Regions from separate parts of the Bombyx mori genome. Here region 2 is linked to region 1. Evidence: chromatin contacts called from public Hi-C data. All regions are on one chromosome and are shown on one strand. The core of a region is the stretch at or near the end of the contact, and the rest is flanking DNA. Distances in the headings are between cores, read along the strand shown.

Evidence for each region. Hi-C and Micro-C count contacts between places; a contact is called where the count stands out from the background.
Region 2: a Hi-C map of whole pupa shows a contact between it and region 1, with 1.6 times the contacts expected there. The contact joins two enhancer-like sites. A contact is called at or near these places in 2 of 7 Hi-C or Micro-C datasets (both in whole pupa).

The regions. Positions count from the first base shown.
Region 1 is chr6:13,100,531-13,103,888 of ASM3026992v2, reverse strand. The region is part of intron 4 of LOC101745857 (CCR4-NOT transcription complex subunit 6); the gene reads right to left. Among protein-coding and RNA genes, the nearest start is that of LOC101740768, 15 kb to the left of the region's middle. Within about 2 kb of position 1,863, at least 5 of the 8 cell types and tissues checked have open chromatin away from gene starts, as enhancers often do.
Region 2 is chr6:13,246,945-13,250,302 of ASM3026992v2, reverse strand. The region is part of intron 4 of LOC101745857 (CCR4-NOT transcription complex subunit 6); the gene reads right to left. Among protein-coding and RNA genes, the nearest start is that of LOC105843009, 43 kb to the right of the region's middle. Within about 2 kb of position 1,667, at least 7 of the 8 cell types and tissues checked have open chromatin away from gene starts, as enhancers often do.

The DNA.
Region 1 (3,358 bases), core at 614-3,113:
GTTTATAAATATAGCGTGGTCTTATTTTTATTATTGTTTTAATATTAAATTATTATTGTCTAATTGTAATTGCATAAGTTGATAAAAAATGCTTTACAATAGCTTTACCGCGGCAGTCTCCGAGTGCCACACGTCTTTTTTTTTAGTTTACCTATGTTTTGACTACTATATATTAACAAAATTAATACATAATTTTATCTTACTTTAAAAGACAGATAATGTAACTGGTAAAAACTGAAAAATATATATGTTGCAAAGATGATTAATATTAAAAATATCACATGTTAAACCACTTAAAACACTCTCGTGTAAAATTTGTAAGTTTTTTGATTATACAGTTTTAATGCTAGAATAGGCTATAGGCTCGTAACTATACTTGAGGATTTAGAACTGATATCTCAAGATGGGTGGCGCATTTACGTCGTAGATGTCTATGGACTCCAGTAACCACTTAACACCAGGTGGGCTGTGAGCTCGTCCACCCATCTAAGCAATAAAAAAGAAAGAAAAAAAAAATGGCTGTGGATTACGAAGGTAACGCGATTTCTGAGACGGAGAAAGCGCAACGCTGATTCGTTGACCCGTCATCGGTCGCGTGTTTAGACAGAATCAATTCCGACATCCACTCTCACTCTCGTACAGCATGCGTTAACGGCTGCTATATAATATCGCGTGTTATAGCCGCTGTTGCGTACAACTTATCGCGCCGAAGGGAAAGTCAATCGAACCGCGAACTGGACCGCGATTAGGATGTGCGCGTCGCAATGTTATGTCATTTTAATGATTTCGAAACTACATAATCGTATTCTCAATTCGAAAATATCATACTTTTTTTTTCCTACCTATGCTGATAGCCTTAAGAGGCTATTTCAGCTTCACCCTAACATGTGTAGGTGAGCTCACGGGGCTCAAACCGCAGTGTTGCTAGCACTGACCCTAGCAAGAGCAGTGCTTCGCAGAATCTACCATCGGATCGGAAACGCGAACCACTGAGAAGATCCGGCGAGAAACTCAGTGGGCATTTTTGTTTTGTTATTATTAGAACATGGAATACTAGTTTCAGTTGCTTGACAGTAATATCGAACGATTGGACACGCACATAATCGAACGACAACCCGTGTTTCTGGTATAAAAATCTGTGAATGAGTAAATATGCTTTCGATCGTAAATTCTCAATTTATTTCTAACTTTATAATAACAAAAGATTATTTTTTATCTAGAAGGGTCGACAAGCTCAGGGCACACTTTGAGCGAAGCGGTCACCGGAGCCCATAAGCATCAACAACGTAAATGCTGGCGGTCTCCCCCACATCGAGACATGAGTTTTAAGTTTTATTGAGTCCCCAATAGCTCTACTAGGAGGTGTTTGAATATTATCCATTCTTTCTGGGACACCCTGTATAAATGATGTAAGCAACAATATAATATTGTAAAATGTGTTTTATATACATATAGCATTATTTACATATAAATCAATTTAATAGTAAGGAACAAATTAAAATATCAGCTCATTAATCCAACACAACACAATACACAAACTGGGCTAGTTAAGAATATACTAAAGAAAAGTGTAAATAGTATGTTAAGATCTCTGAGTAAGTATAGCAAGAACAGAATTGCTTTAAAAGAATTCAGATCCACAATAGGTTCTAAATTAAAAGAGTTCGCACGCCAAGCTCCACCAATAAAACCGTATTATGGAAACGAACAGACATCAACAAAAGCATCTATTAATAAAAGATAACACAATAACGTCGATAGGTTTAGTGAACTCTTTGTTTCTCGTTATTTGAATTCACAAGACTCGTGCGTTCGATGTTTTCATTTGAATGAAACAATGTATTAGGTGTGTGTGATAACTTAAAACACGAGCCGGACGTCTGATCGGTCCGTACTTACTGGTTACATTAGAGCTGATTGTAGCTATGAATTCGTATACTGAATACAAATTTACAATAAAATTATTAAGCATCGTTGCTGTGCTTATAAATTTATATTTAAAGACAGCGTGTATGTGCGCGTGCGTCTGTGGTTATGTCTGCACTCTTGACTCGTCTGAAAGTCTACTGGTCGTAGCACGCATAGTAATTCCGGGTAGGGTAGAATCATCTTTCTGTCTATTTCTATTATGCATTTCAATACGAAAGGACAAATGTATTACAAAAAAAAAATTGACACTTGAATCTCACGTCTCAAGGCGTGTGGTGACATGCATGTGAATTCTGTAATTTCAGTAACCACTTAACAAAAGGCGCGTAGTGAGCTCGTTTACCCACATATTATGTATGTAGTAAAAATAAAAATAAAAGCTGACGTTCGACAGAAGCAACTATATATACCATACTATCAAAGACGACTACCGATTTACCTATTGACGTTAGTGGAGACGTTAGTACAAGTTAGTCGGGACCTTATCATAGGCTAAATTATGCCGTTTGTTAACAATGTAGGTAGGTATACCGACGAAAGGAAAGATCTTCCACCGAACGGGTGATATTGCTCGGTAGACAGACGCGATGGTCCAGATGTTGTAGTTCGGAACTTATCTAGAAAATGTAGTAAGCGAGATTCAGGTATTTGTCAAATATCTTGTGCTGTACGGATGGATGGCTACCGCCCCAGCATCGCAAAACTGGTTGATGTATATTCATAGTTGCCTACTGAATACTGTTAATAATTCACATGAAGCTTGCTGTTTGCTTGGGCATATTCCACAAAATGATTCATTTCAATCTAACCACTTTATTGATCTAGTGGTTCTTGGTTATGACCAATGTACCCACACCTGGTTCGGTTTCGATTTCCTGTTAGTCTCTCTCACTCTCTTCCCAGCCATTTATTCCACACGGTGGTGGGGTTAGCTTTCTACTCCTTCACTTCACTCTGTCTTCGACATCCTCGTCAGCAGCATTGTATTTCCTTTTGTCCTTCAGCACTACATCTTTCCACCTTGTCTTGGGTCTACTTCTAGGTTTCCTCCGATTTCGATTTCCTGTTAGTATATCTAAATATCTTTAGGATTCAGAGTCTGTTTGTAGTTGCTGTATCTCCTGTGTGTGTTTTCGGCACCCATTATTAGTTATAAATCTCTGAGTAAACCTATCAATTTCGGAGCCAGCCATTTATTCTAATACAAAATATTTACCTCGTACTTAATTTCCAATTATCCAATTATATATTATCCAATTATCTTTTTCGTAATATTTGACATTCCAAGGCAATCAAATTATAATTCTATTAGGGGAAAACGTGTAACCGAATTTGTGTCTGTTGCATAATGAATCAAGTCAATATTTTAATACAACTACAAGGCAATTAATTGCATTTGTTGACATAATAAAGAGAAAACATTTATAAC
Region 2 (3,358 bases), core at 418-2,917, 150 kb before region 1:
AAATTACCGAATTTAATTTTTTTGGAATATAGATTAAAACGCGAGCGAGACCGAAGCGCACATCTTGTATGTGCGTACATAAATAAACGATGCTGTAAAAATATTGAAGTCAACAAAATCGCGTATTAAATTCTTTGTAAAGTTTTCCACCACGTAATTTTGTAAGAACCCTTTTATTGTTTAAGATATATTTTATTCAACTGACAAGCACAAATATACTAGAATATGTTTAACACTTACATTTTGCAATAACTTCAAGTCGCATGTACGTCTAAAATACGATATAAGTAATGTCTAATAAAATACGGTTACGAATTAATCAGTTTTTTTACTGCGCCGATGATGTATTCAAGAGCTTACAATGCCTGTTTTTTTTTTGGTGATGTCAATCTGAAATTCACATTGCAAACACTCGTGTATGGTCCCAGTGTGTTTGCTCACGCGCCACCGTGTCCCCGCGTTCACGGCCAAGGCCAGACGAATGATAAACACGTAATGACGAACGATGTGCTTGCTACCGGGAAAAAAACAAAACGAGAGCTCATGCCCACGTGGGCCGTCTTTAAAGCCTTGTTCGGACTAGGCGAGTATTTTAGTCGAGTACCGAGTAATTTAGTAGCTAAATGTGTCTGAACACCAAAAATTTAGTCGAGTAGGTTAGTAAATAATTTAGTCAAGTCAATCCATTTTGTTCTATTTTTATCGGGCGAGTAGCGAGTAGTTCAGCCACTAAATTACTCGGTACTCGACTTTTTAGTCGCCTAGTGCGAACAAGGCTTAAGAGCGTATTACGTGATTTAGTGCGTCGGAAAACCAACAGGAAAATCTTGCCCACTGAGTTTCTCGAAGGATCTTCTGCAGTGGGTCGCGTTTCCGATCCGGTGGTAGATCCTGCGAAGCACTGCTATTGCTAGGGTCAGTGTTAGTAACACTCCGGTTTGAGCACCGTGAGCTCACCTACACGTCAGGGAGCAGCTGAAATAGCCTCTCAAGGCTATCAGTATAGGTAGGGAAAAAAAGAAAAAGAAAAAAGGTAGGCAGCGGCTTCGCTCTGCCCCTGGCATTGCTGAAGTCCATGGGCGACGGTAACCACTCACCATCAGGTGGTCCGTATGCTCGTCTGCCTTCAAGGGCAATAAAAAAAAAGGTAAATCCATGAAGGAATAAACAGCATCCCGAGGCATTTTTTATATAGAGAAAAGAGTATTGTGTTAAGGTGACACTAGCATTTGTCTGAGCATTCAAATTGCCATCAGATATATCGCAGTCATAAACCGGCGAACGGCTACCGTCAGACTGTTTCATTTACAGAGACACGGCTCCATCAATCGGACGATGCCCGTCGTAAATCACCCAAGTATTTCTTTGTCGCTAATGGACAAGTCCACAAAACAATATTGTTACTAAACTATAATACAAAAACACAATGCTCCAACAAATTGAATGCTTGGATCTAATAAACTGAAGGCACTTTTATTAAAATTTATGTTGATGTAATAACATATTATGATTGTTACTAAACAATTTTGTATCCTCTATAGCATTCGAGCCAAAGCAGGCAATTTAGAAGGCATTCAAACCACAAATATACTAAAGATAACAGTATATCATTGTGGTGATTCAATTTGTTAGCTCGGACTGCGAGGGTGTGGCGGAATTCTACGGATGTTTTTACGGGCCGATAAAATCTACACTCATAAGATAGTGGCACTTGTATTCATATCACGCGCTCTCATTCCTTCAACTTAGTGCATCGTACTTGGAAATGTGCATACTACTGCGTGTGGGTCGCTGTGGACCTTTTAATAACGTACAGACCTTGAATGAAGAGGTGAACGAACTTTCGTGACTGATACGCAGATCATGTTGATTGATTAGCTAATTCATTTAACGATCTCGGTGAAAGGTTGCTTTTGTTGAGGTTCGTCTGTCCGAGAGAGACTCGAGTCAATGTTCCTTTTGTAGTTAAAATGTATTATGATGTCATGACCTGAAGGGTATGTATGTTGTTTAGATGTGAGCTAAGGATAAATCATAAGCGAACGTTAGAAACCGTCTTGTTGTTTACGTACACTTAAATAGAACAATCTTCCATCAAATACCGCAAATGGCAAGTCGTTGTGTGTGCGTGCGTAGACTCGGAGCGATGAGAAAACGATTTTGACATATTATCTCTTAAAAGTAACAAGCGTCTGTTAGATATCTTCTATATATTAATACGCGAAGCAAAAACTTTGTATCCCTTTTTACGAAAATTGCGCGGACGGAGGAGTATGAAATTTTCCACACTTATAGAGAATATAGAGAAGAAGTGCACAATGCTATATTTTTTTTTTAAATAATGCATAAAAGATACATTAAATCGATAAAGAAAACATTACACACACTACATACCATGTATTTGACGCACACACGCATGCATACTATTTACTGTCAAACTTTTGTTCTTGACGTCTGTTGTCAAATTGAGAATAGATTAAATATTGTTTGTCTTTGTTAATATTTTTTACTGTGGCGAATTTTGTAATTATAGAAATATAAAATAATATCATAATAGTGTACAAACTTACAATTCCAATTAATTATAGTCGAATTTCGACTACTGCGGGACCTCTAGTTTCTAGAAATTGAAAACAACAATTCAGGATATGTCATTGGGATTTGAATTTTTTTTTATTGCCCTTGTAGGCAGACGAACATACGGCCCACCTGATGGTAAGTGGTTACCGTCGCCCATGGACTTCAGTAATGCCAGCAGCAGAGCCAAGCCGCCGCCTACCATAGGTAAGTTTTAAGTGTTTTCAAAGCGTTAGTTAGTAGATGCAAAGGATCAAAACAAATCAGACGACAGCCCATTCCATACATCCACGCCCGTTTTGCTGGTAACGTCATATTAAACCGTTAACCGACAAGCGACCTCCTATTATTAAAGTGAGCGTACACATCAAGAGACTGTTAAAGCGGAGAGGGTCCATTTATACAAAACGGAGCGGAGGTACAAATTGCCTCCACCGATGTGCGGCGCGTGATCACAGAGCACAAAGCGGGTGTCGAGGTCCAATGCGACAAATAAGAGAAGTTTGCACGACACGATATGTGACAGTCTAATTCGCAACATAATGTCGCAGAAAATATACTTAGAGCTTAAGACACGCCCCCTACCACCAATCATTAATAGAATACATTTTGCCGGTTTGATTTTTGTTTATGATGATCCTTCATCGTGGAAAACGTTTGTGAGTACGTTCTAGGTAGGTACACGTATTTCCTTACAAAAGGTAAAGTGGCATCGGTCGTAAGACGACCATAGTTTAAAAGGAGAAATTTTCAAGCTAAGACGAGTTTAAAATCCTGAAAT